Linked DNA regions of Macaca mulatta: region 1 is linked to region 2. A link is a contact called in public Hi-C data. All regions are on one chromosome and are shown on one strand. The core of a region is the stretch at or near the end of the contact, and the rest is flanking DNA. Distances in the headings are between cores, read along the strand shown.

Evidence for each region. Hi-C and Micro-C count contacts between places; a contact is called where the count stands out from the background.
Region 1: a contact with region 2 is called in a Hi-C map of fetal cortical plate, with 2.6 times the contacts expected there. The contact joins the promoter of VCAN here to the promoter of TMEM167A in region 2. A contact is called at or near these places in 2 of 14 Hi-C or Micro-C datasets (blood and fetal cortical plate).

What each region holds. Positions count from the first base shown.
Region 1 is chr6:89,783,892-89,789,639 of T2T-MMU8v2.0, reverse strand. VCAN (versican) reads right to left here and starts at 3,098. Exons shown (of 14, transcript XM_015140359.3): 1 at 2,819-3,098.
Region 2 is chr6:89,371,878-89,378,050 of T2T-MMU8v2.0, reverse strand. It overlaps TMEM167A (transmembrane protein 167A), which reads left to right and starts at 1,435. Exons shown (of 4, transcript XM_001111642.5): 1 at 1,435-1,499. The coding sequence starts at 1,497. It overlaps XRCC4 (X-ray repair cross complementing 4), which reads right to left and starts at 1,279. Exons shown (of 9, transcript XR_013418175.1): 1 at 1,205-1,279.

The DNA of each region.
Region 1 (5,748 bases), core at 1,849-4,348, 410 kb before region 2:
CTTTTAATAAGAGTGTTTAGCGCGGTCTGGATGCAACTCGGGTCAGCTCCAGACGCAGCCGGCCCGGAGCCCTCCGGGCCAGGCCACTCGGAGCTCTCGGCTAAGCCGGGCCCCGCCTTCCCCGCCCCGCCCCCATTGGCCTCGGTGGGTGGGGGCCTCGGCTGCGCCGACCGCCTGTGCGGCTGTACTGCAGTCTCCGAGCCCAGGAAGTCACACCCGTCTCGGGCTGGGAGCCGAAGCTCCAACCCACGTGGCGGCTGGCGAACCCAGCCGCTGCGGGTAGCGCCCGTTGCGGGTCCTCCCTTGGCGCGGGCTGAGCGAGTGGGGGCGGCTCCCAGACCCAGCCCCTTTGGGCGGGACTGGCCCACCTCCGCTCGTCTGGTTCTTTCCCACCCTTCCATCCCGACACGCCTCTGCAGTCACATTTGTTGCCGCTGGGAAAGAAAAAAGAGTATCCTAAAACGAGTCTCAAAATTCAGACCCAAACCCCGAAACGAACCCTTCCGGTCCGTTCCTGGCTGTTTGAATGCCGTCTGCCCCATCTCCGTTCCTTTCTTCTTTCCCTCCCCTCCACTGTCCTCTTTCCTTCCACTTCCCTTCCTTCCCTTTCTTTTTTCCTCCCGCCGCCCGCCTTCTCTCAACTTTCGCGTCTGACGCGCGCCCTTAAATTGACGAAGTTTAAGTTTTGGATTAGAAGCCCTTCTTTTGCAATATCCTGGGGCGGGGCCCTAGCCTTGGGTTCAAGTGGTTATGGGTTTTGAGAGCGCGGCATTTGTATTATCTTTCGTAAAGACGCACAGGGTGGCGCGTCGAGACCTCTGAAACCTGGCCCCACCCAGGCCATGTGCGTTAGTCCACTAAGCGGCGAACTCGACTCAGGGCGCCGCGTGCGTTCCAGCCGACTCGCGAGAAGGCGTCTCTGCACTTTGCACATACCAAGACCTTTTTTCAGGGTCGTCCAAACCCCTAGATGTACGCCGCAGATTGTGGAGTGCAAAATGAATGACTTAAGGGGAAACTAGGGCCTTCCATCCTTGAACACAAGGTTGTGAAAGCTGCTCGCTAGGTCTGGGGGGCTCGTTTTTCTCAACCCGTGCGGGACTTGTCCATTAGGGGGCGCCAACACCCGCCGCAAAACTCCCAATTCCTAGACATCTAGGTTCTGCAAGTCCTGTGCGCTGAAGTGGGGGCAGATCCGAAGGAGCGCACCGCCTCCCTCGCTCCTCCCTCCCTGCTGCCTTGGAGGACGGGGAAGGCAGGGATTTCACACTAGCCATTCATTTGTCAGCTGTGGGGGAGGGGACGCAGAAGCTAGAGAGACAGAACAGAGGCTGGGAGAGGGGAAGGGAGGCAGAGAAGATGGAGACAGAGGGAGACACAAAGATGAGAAACGCGACCGAGAGAGACTCTGCCGCGGGTGTGCGCACAGCAGGACAACTCTCCAGGCACCGTGTAGATTTCTCCCCCTTCCCGCAGCATCTTCCAGGGACATGCAGGACTTGCCGAGACGCAGTTGGATTGGAGAGCAAATAGTTTAGGCTATGACACTATTTTTGTACCCCGCTCTCCGTTGCCTAACACCCAGACCGCTCCACGCCCAGTGACACAGACCACGAGCCAGGACAACCCGGATGCCCTCGGTCCGCATGCACCAGGGATGTCGCCCTACAACGCCCACGCCTCTGCAGGACAGTGGGGCGCTCCAGCCAAGGACGTCCCCCGGGGCTCCCGGCACACGCGCGCGCCGCTGCCGCTAGACCTGCCAGTAAAGTTGCTCAACTAGAGCGGAGAACTAGGAGGGGGTGGGGGATATGTAAGGAAACGGAGGACTCCTGTAGTCTGGGCGAGAGCACTGGACCCAGAGGCCCCTGATGCGGGTCCCCGCGCCACCTTTGTCTGCAGTGCGCTCTGGGTGCCGGTTTGCTTGTTGAGATGGGAGCGACAGACCCCATTTCGCTCTTCAGGGTGAGAAAAATTACTGCACATCCCTGCCGGTTCAGAACAGGCTTTTCCCGCCCAGGGGCCTCCCAGACCTCCGCGGAGCTCCAACAACCCCACCCCCCATCCTCTGCTCCTTGCCTGCTGGCCCCTTCGCACCGCGCGCAGGACAAAAGAACCCAGGGGCGCCGGGAGAGAACCGTGACAGTCCCCAAGTCGTCAAAGAGACACGGCGGGGATCCTGCACCTCCCCCGGCCAGACCTCCTCCCAGACTGCCTGCGGTCTGAAGGGGTCAGGTCCGCGCAGGTCCCAGGCTGCTTGGGCGCCGGGTCGCACTGTCAGGAGCTGCCCGGGAGTGGCTTTCCAGGAACACCAGGCACTGACCACACACCAGGGGCTGGGAAACCAGGTGGCCTGCACCAAGGCGGCTTCGGGGACTTGTCTGTGGCAAGTCTTGGTAGTCCCCATTCAAACTTTTGCCTCGAGCGTGTTAAGAACAAAAAAAAAATCAAAGTGCCAAAGGTCCCTCTCTTCTCTCCAGCTCAAGAACCCACCACTTTTCTATGATTTCTCTACAATTTATTCCCTCCCTTCCCCCAATTCCGTTAGTCATTTTACCCCCACTCCACCCTGCGTTTCTTTTGTCTGAATCTTTTTCAACACCAAGGTCCCTCTGTATCCCTCTCCCCAAAAGCCCTTTTGAAAGTTACCTGCATTTTTTAAGTGCCTACATTTTCTTAACTTCGCCTTACAGCTCCTTGCCTTAATTAAAGCCTTCTACCAATTGCAATGTACTTCTTTTTTCTAAGATCGCGGGGTATTTTCTATAAGTTTTTTTGGTTTTGTTTTTTAAGGGGGGAACAAAAGAAACATGATTACCTTCGAAGGCGGCTTATTGCAGTTTGGGGGGAAAATTCACTGCAGCGCTGCGCGACTGGGTTCGGCGTTGCCCAGGCGGGTCACATAGGAAGCGTGGTGGCCCAGGGAAGGGTGCGGAGGGTGCGGGACGGTGCTGGAAGATGCGGGAGGATGCGGGGCTGGCCGAAGATCTTGGTCCCAGCTCCTGTCCACAACACCTAATGTTCTCGGTTGTTGCGTCCGCACGCCTGGAGTTCTTCCCCAGAAAGGCTCGGGGCAGCTCGCCTGCAAGTTCAAATGCGGGTTGTGACACCCATCATCATTATATCACTGTACCGTCAGAGCCGAGGAGGAGACTCAGAGAGAAGAAGGAGGAGGGAGAGGAGGAGGGTTCATTCACAGGCTCCAAAAGCGCTCCACAGCTTCAGCCACTCCTAAGAGCCCAGGCTTGGAAAGCAGGCGGAGGGGCGGAAAGGCAGCTCCCCGCGCCTGCGGTAGGGACCGCCTGCCTCCCTCCCCAGGCACTCCCACCTCTTGGCGTTTCTTCCTGACAAGAAGTACCAATCGGCTTGGGGACAGCAGCACTCCCCATTCAGGCACTCACTCAGTAACATCGCTCTGCTCGCGGAAACCATTGCCCTCCCACTCCTTCCCCACCCCCACTTCCCCGCCCCCCGTGCAGCTAGTTCTGGGTTAGGGGAAAGGAGCCCCCAGGCTCTTAGGGGGCAGGCCAGCAATAGACAATTGAGTACGATCACTTCTTCTCGGGAGCATACAAAACTGTAAAATCAGCAAAGAACTTGGTTACAGCGTGTTTACGCGCCCACAGAGCTTGCCTGTCCCATCAAAGGGAAGTGTCAGGCTCAAGGCTCCTGCCAACCTGAAAGAGACACTAAGAAAACGAGATCCTTCGGAGACCTAGAGGGAAAGTGTAAGAATTCCCCACTGCACTCCCAGGGAACTGCCCAATGGGGAGCCCGGCGTCAAAAGACCCTGGTAATAAAGGGCTGGACAGGAAATTCCCCCAGGCAAATCCCTTGTCGAATTCAAAGAGAATACTTTTCCTCCGCCACAAATCTCTCCCCACATAAGTCTAGATTCTGCTTTCTTCGTTCTTCCTTTCATTCAGTCTTTCCAAGTATCTCTGAGTACAATATTTGATAATTTTCCTGAGTAACAGGGACTTCTTGGAAGTATCAATCACCTTTCATGCTGTCAGGAAATAAGACCATAATCTTTCATGCGTTTATGCGATTTTTTTCTTCAGTGAGGCCCATTCCACTGTGTAAACGGCATCAACACATGGAAGAGTCCCGTGCATTGTGCTACAAAAGATTTCCAATAGGACCTTATAGAGCAAAGGGTCAAACAGTTGACACAAAGGATTTCTGTCCCCTTAGAAAAGAGGGACTTTAGATTTTCCTTTTCTTTGAAGTCAAGTATGAGTTTATACAATAGGAACAAAATAAATCCAAGGTGCACATCAGTATAACACTAGGGATACTAGAATGGGTGGCAAACTTTTCCTTCTACACAAATAAGAAAGTATCCTCACAACTCTTCTCTCTGAAGCCTCTACTTAGAAAATTATATTAAACATGGGACCTCAGAACAGTAGTGATTAAAGATGAAAGCCAATTTTTCCTCTCAACTCCTTTGATTAGTTTGGTTTAAACTTACACTTTAAAACTCTTAGTAACCTAGACTCTTATGCATGCACATTTATAAGATTTCTTTTATATTTTGTAATTTGTAGGCATTCAGCGTGGTCATTGATTTTAAGTGATAAACAGGTAGAAGACTTGTCAGGATGATTTCAGGTCTCACAATGTGCATCTTTCATTTCTTTTGTTATTTATCAGCTCACTGCCGTGAGTAACATAACTATCAGTTACATCATTTGGAAATCGATTTGTTTTTGCAGTGAATTATTTATTTTTAGTAAATTTATTGTACTACCATTGCAAACATTGAAATTTGATTTCATCAGATATTTAGAATGATAGTCACAGAGCAGAATCAGACTTCAACCTTCATGTATAACATGTAAGCAAACTAAGGTGCAGAAAGTGACTGTCCCAAGGTCACACCATTAATAGTCCAGTCGTCTTTTCAGTGCTTCTCATAGCAACTTTAGATTCAAGATTGCTTGATTCAGGAAGGGGGAGAAATAAAATAAAATGAATCTTCATGGAAATAAATACTCCAGACATTAAGGTAGACCTTTCTGTGAAACACTCCAAGATACGGATTTTTATTCTCTTTCTTAAATTTGAGTAAATCTAGTTGAGCTTCAAAGAGTTCAAGTAACCTGCCCAAGGCGTTTTTGTGAGTGACAGATCTGCCAGTCTGAAAAGTTTATTATCTATTATCCTTTTGTCCCTTTATGATACAGTTAAGTAAAACCTTTCAACAAAGGAGAACTAGAGCAGAAACAAGCAAGTAATAGCAGATTAATGCCCATTTTTAGGGAAATGTTAATAGTTAAAATTCTCTATAAATAATGCCATCTGTACATAATGGAACATGGTTGAAAGTGATGGGTTAGATACTTTTTACATTCTGGTATGTTTTCATTTATGTTGCCAAATTTGATTCTCTAGTCCTCCAAAATTTACAGTTTCTTTTAATGCCAAGAGATATCACAACCCTTGACCGAATAGTTCTACAGGACAAAGGCACTTTCTCAGAGCTGACTTAAGGAATTAGAATATGCACAATGTTGAAAAGCTTTATACTGCCTGTCTTCTCTCTTCTTTGACTTGTAACATTATTATTCAGAAAATTAAATACTTCTTCAGGTTATCAGATAACTAAAATGAAATTATATCCCATGGAGATCTTCTTTCTGTCTCTAGGGCAGACCTTCCCCTCTAGCTATCTAAAATAGAGAATGGATAAAAAAGAAAAAGGAAAACATACTGGGTATATTAAGAATAGAGTCGGGCCGG
Region 2 (6,173 bases), core at 186-2,685:
CTTTCTTTTTCCCCTCTCCCACAACGTTATTAAATTCCTTAAAAGAACAGACCATCTTTGTTCCTATGCTGCAATCTCAAGATCTATGAATAAAGCAGGCACCCAGTAAATACTTGCTAATTTGTGTAATTGACCAACTCTTGACAATTCAATATAACAGACTCAACTATCAAGTTAGTTAGAGTTTAAAACAAAACCGTTGTGTGCCCTAGTGAACGATGTAAACACAAACAGCAGAATCCCAAATCTTCTAATCATTTGTGTTGCCCTAAATACAAAACGGTCTCATAGGCCGAATACAGGTCGTAAACCAACATCTCACCTGAGTTACCTTCTCTCTATCCACCTTCTAAGTCAATAAATAAAAAATTGAAAACATTCTGAAAAGAACCCTCTGCTGCCTGAGAAAAAATACACCACACATTTAGAGCCAAAAGGTTGCCTTAAGGGGGCAAAGAGTGAAAAATTCTTCTTTCTAATACTTTATCAGAATTCCAAGAACTACGCAAATTCAAACACGTCAAAGCTCCTGTTTCTCCATCGATAAAATGCAGAAAGAAAAACGTGCGTGCGTGTGTGTGTGTGTGTGTGTGTAACAGAACCTCACCTATTGGGATAATTAACATCAGAAAAAGCTAAATTCTACTACTGATTAAAAGTTGGCTTGTCATTTGTCTTGCCAGTTGATCTCTCTAAAGTACCTATCAATTGCTGCAGTCCGTAAAGGGCAGTTCCTTCCCATTGGTTACCACAGAAAGTTCTTTCCTGACCCCAAATTGCCTAGTACGTTTCAGTCACGATGCCTGGATGGAACCCACAGTTGACCAATATCTGGGGATTGAAAGGACAGGCCGGTGTTGGGGAAATGCTCACTACCCTCTGGATTCAACTGTCCTCCCAATCCCACAACCAACACAGAGCATTTCAAAAGTGCTTCGCATTCCCAAGAATCCCCCAGATGCAAATAGAGAAACTGAAAAGAAGGTGAACAGGTAGGTTCGCACCCTGAGGATGATGCCGGGAACCCTAGCATCCCCAAAAGCCCACAAGAGGAAGGCGCGGGAGCTCACAAATTGAGGGGGATTCTCACACTGTGGAGTTCTAGGGGTAAATAGCAGGGAACTTTTTTAAAAAGAAAGCAAAAGATAAAAAGAGAAAATCATATTTTTGTTATTTAAAGAGGCAGCCCACTTCCGGACCCTACCTCTCCGTGACTGTACTTCCGGTCTCCTCCGAAACGCCCGCTTTCACAGATCAAGTTCTTGCAACCAATGAGAGCATCAGCTACTTCCGCCGGTCTGCGGGGCGTGGTCTAAATCCCGCCTTTTCCGGTGGAGAGGAGCCTATCCTAGCGTCTTAATCGCCCGACTCAGTAGGCGGTGCCGTGACAAGCCCAACCGGACGGCTGGAGAGGGCGAAAAGGGCAGACGGGGCGTGCAGCCTCTTCCGCCTGGGGCCCGGAAGGGTGATGTGGCTGCGGTATCGCCGGCCTCGCTATGGTAAGAATTGGGGCTGCCGGGTCGAGGTTAATCTTCGAGAAGGGATTGTGGGTCTAGACTAGGGCTGGAGGTTGTGCGGCAGCCCGGGGTGTGTGGGCCTTGGAGCCATGTGGTCCCTCCACGGTCAACGAGAGAGAATCAGGACGGACTGTCCAAGAAAGACTCCTGGGTCGCGGAGCCCGCCCCTCATGCAAAGTCCGCTTTCCTACTTTGTTTAGGAAAAAAAAAAATGCGTTGGTGTGTTTTAACACGTTGGCTACGTAGATTATCTGGGGTCATTGAAGCTTTGAAGCGTTAGAGCTTCTCGAGTTTCCGCTTGTTTTCTTGCATCTCCTTATCTCACCCTAGGGGCTTTACTCTGGTGTTATTGTTTGATTTTGTGGGGAGGTTCCTTTGGCACCAAACTCCATACCTTCGTTTTCAGCTGTTTAGTCAATAGCCTCTCAGGACCCTTCTACATTATTCTCTCAACTTTGAAAATGCTACTTTACAAGCTATAGGTTTTAATAGTTAAGAGTTCTCTGCAAAGGCGGATTGCTTTTCTAGGGGCTTAATATACTTATTGGAGTGGTGTCTAGCCTCAGGCCTTCCTCCTCTTTCACCTCCAAGTCCATTTGCCAAATGTGTATATTTCTGGGCAAAGGATGCATGCCTGCGAATAGACCCAAAAACAACTATGACTCCAAAAAGCTTGAGTCTCATGGTGAAAAATTATGAGCCCACGTTCACGGAAGTTGCTACAGAATCCCATATAGCAATAATTCAGTTTCTTCTCTGGACGAATTTACCACCTGATGGGAAGATGGCAGTTGAGACTAGCAAGACTGTCACTCTTAATTCTTTTACATCTTTCTAAAAACTGAAGTTGAATTATTTTACTCGTAGTGCAAGTCAAAGATAACTCTTTTTATTATCTCACTATCAGACTAGCTAAAAACAAGATGCATATACTGTGCTGAAGATCATCGGTATATAAACTATCTTGTCATGCTTGTTTTTCCAAAAGTAGCATATACTTTCATTCATTATCAAGTCCTATGTACCAGGCTCTTTTCAAAAAATCAGTTTATAAGCATGGAAATATCAAGTTCACCACAACTTCTAAGTAGATGTTTACAAATGAAAGAAGTGAAACATGAGGAGATTGACTTGCCTTGGATCACACCTAGTAGATTGTAAAGCCAGGACTCAAACTTATTTTAATGTCCAGATGCCCGAAATCTTCATGTTGTTATCGATAGAAACACAACATAACTGAGGATGAAATAAGTCTTAGTAATTTGTTCCTTATTAATATAAATATATAAATCAGACATAGGTGGAAAACAGAAACAACTGGCAGGTGGTTTTTTATTGCTGTGAGATGTCAAAAGTACATTGTTGGCAGAGCTACGAAGTGAGGTTTCAAGGAGGCTAACTTAGCGGTTTGAGAAATGGATTAGTGTCTCAGTATCTTTGAGTTTGCACCTAAACTTAGTTTATTTGTGAGGTAACCCAATGCTAATGACGTAATAAACCTGAATTACTGTATTTTAATGAATCTTTTTTTTTTTTTTTTTTTTGAGATGGAGTCTTGCTCTGTCGCCCAGGCTGGAGTGTGCAGTGGCGTAATTTCGGCTCACTGCAACCTCTGCCTCCGGGGTTCAAGCGATTCTCCTGCCTCAGCCTCCTGAGTAGCTGGGACTACAGGCGCGCACAACCACGCCCGGCTAATTTTTGTATTTTTAGTAGAGACGAGGTTTCACCATGTTGACCAAGATGGTCTCGATCTCTTGACCTCGTGATCCGCCCGCCTCAGCCTCCCAGGTGTTGATATTTATATGGAAGTTTGGTGATGCTTTTGTGACCAGAAATATGCCATCGGATTACAGGCATGAGCCACCGCTACGGCCAAGAATCTTTTTAAAAAGCATTTCAAGGACAAAATGTTTATCAGCAGTAATTTACATCTGTCAGGATGAACAGTAATTGTAGCACTTGTGAATTAATACTTCTAAAAAATTTCAGAATGCCTTGTTTCCCCCAATGCCTAACATCCTTCAACATTCCTCTCATGTCTCATCTCTTTCCAAAAAGCCTCCCTTAACCCTTTCTATTTTCTTCTACTCTCTTTAGGTATCTATAGGGATATTCATGTATACTTCCAGTATCCCTCTAGCATAACCCTTTTCACAGAAAACAGCAATAAGGTGTTGCCTACATTTCTCCCTCTGTAGGCAGAATTCTTAAAGACTAGGTATTTTAATCTCTACAGTCATAGTGCCAGCTAGAGTTAGTACGCCATTAAGAGTCTGGACCTGTAATCCCAGCACTTTGGGAGACCGAGGTGAGTGGATCACCTGAGGTCGGGAGTTGGAGACCAGCCCGACCAATGTGGAGAAACCCCATCTCTACTGAAAATAAAAAATTAGCCAGGCGTGGTGGCGCATGCCTGTAATCCCAGCTACTTGGGAGGCTGAGGCAGGAGAATCGCTTGAACCCAGAAGGCGGAGGTTGTGGTGAGTCGAGATTGCGCCATTGCACTCCAGCCTGGGCAACAAGAGCGAAACTCCATCTCAAAAAAAAAAAGTCTGGGGATACAGACATGCTCGGTGTCTTCAGGGATTTCACAGTCCAGTGGGGGGAGATGATTAAGTGAATTCCATCTGTTGTCTGTTATGATGTAGCATGACAACACGTGTAGTGGAAAGAGCATAGGTTTAGAATGAGCCAAACAGAGTTAGAAATCATGCCCAGTTCCCATCCTTTACTTGGTTGACTGTAAGAGAGTTTATTTTCATGTCTTTTTCTTAGTGTGCTAAGTGATTTTCACAAACTCCGCAAAGTAGGAATGATTGCCCACATTTCATAATTAAACTGAGTCTCCAGAGAATAGATGTGAAGTATTTTCTCTCCTCTTATAGTGGAAGATATGTAGAAAATCATTAAACACAGTGGAAGGAGTAGTACTGGCTGGGAACTGCTTGAGAGATGTCCCCAAGAAAGAAAATAATTCTCTCTCACCTGTATTTTAAAGAGTATTAGGGTCATTAGCTAGAGGTGACAGCGATCTCTATCCCATAGATAAAGGAAATGGCAGTTACGGGAACAAAAGGCATGAAGTTCAATAGTTGCATGGAGCCTCAATGTGGCAGGAATTTAAAAAAAAAAAAAAGTATAGATGAGGCTAGAAAGATTAGGGCCAGATTTTGAAGAGCTTTGTGCCATGCCGAAGACTTTATATTTTGATGATGTTTAATTGCTTACTTTATAAAGGCTTTGGAGCAGGGAAATAAAATTGGTGTGCATTTTAGAAAACCAACTGGTAACAACATGGAGAGAGTATATTTAAGTGGAGGAAGATTAGAATCTGGGAGACCAGCTTGAAAACAAGTGCTGTAGTTCAGGTATACGATGATTGAATGTCTCAACTCTGATGAGCCGTTGGGTTGAAAGGAAAGGAAAACTAGGAAAATCATTTTGAAGGTACTTAGTGAAGGGTGATGAAGCACAGCTCCAGCTTGGATGATTTATTGGATGGGAAAGAAATACAGCAGATCCTCAACGTTTATGAGGAAGAAACTCCATTCCCAATTGAGGCCACTGTGTGGAGTTTGCATGTTGTCTTCATGTCTGTTCTTCCCATGTCTGCATGGATTTTCTCTGGGTACACCAGTTCCTTCCCACATCCCAGAGATGTGTAGAAGATTAGGTTTGTTGAGGTGTCTACACTCTCCTAGTTTGAGTGCTCTGCACTGGAATGATGTCCTATACTCAAAGCTACTCAGATGGCTCCCGGCACCTTCAACAGTGTACTGAAATAAGCCAGCTATCTTACTTGTTTTTATTAATCTTTCTTAAGTGGATGTATAACTCCTATTTATTTCAGTGTTTAATATTAGAAGGGTTTTGATATTTATTTGGAAGTTTGGTGATGCTTTTGTGACCAGAAATATGCCATCGGAACTTAACTCGTGTTTGTATCAATTTGCCTATGGTAAAATTGGTTTTGTTACACATCTTTTGGCTTAAAGTTGCATTTTCCAAGGACCTGTGGATGACGTTAAGTGAGGACTTACTGTGTTGGTTAAGCACCTACTCTGATAGGTGTTTTTTATACAAGGTTTTATTAAAGACGTATTATTGGCCATATTTTTCATATGAAGAAACAGATGCAGAGAGCTAAGTGTCTTTGCCCAAGATCACACTGCTTATAAATAGCAGAGCTAAGATTTAAACTGAACCGATTCGTCACAAAATGCTGTGCCCTTTCTATGCAACAGTATCATTAATTGCACAAAAATATTAAGAAGAAAAGCAACATTTTTATGTCATGGGTGGGTGAGGACGTAGCAGTTTAGATAATAATTCTGTTGCTAGTATTGCTTTTGCGTCATCCATGAAAATGGCATCACAGTTGAAAGGCAAGTATCTTAGTATTATAAAAACAGTTCTGATCTTATGAACCCATGAAAGGGTTCCATGAACTACACTTTTGATAACCACTGCATTAGGCTAATAGGAATCTGATGTGGGTGCTGGTCTTTTCTAGCAAAGTTTTTGAATACCAATTGCAAATAAAAGCTTCCAGATGGCTGAGGCAGGCATTCAAGACTAGCCTGACCAACATGGTGAAATCCCATCTCTACTAAAAATACAAAAAAATTAGCCAGGCGTGGTGGCGTGCACCTGTAA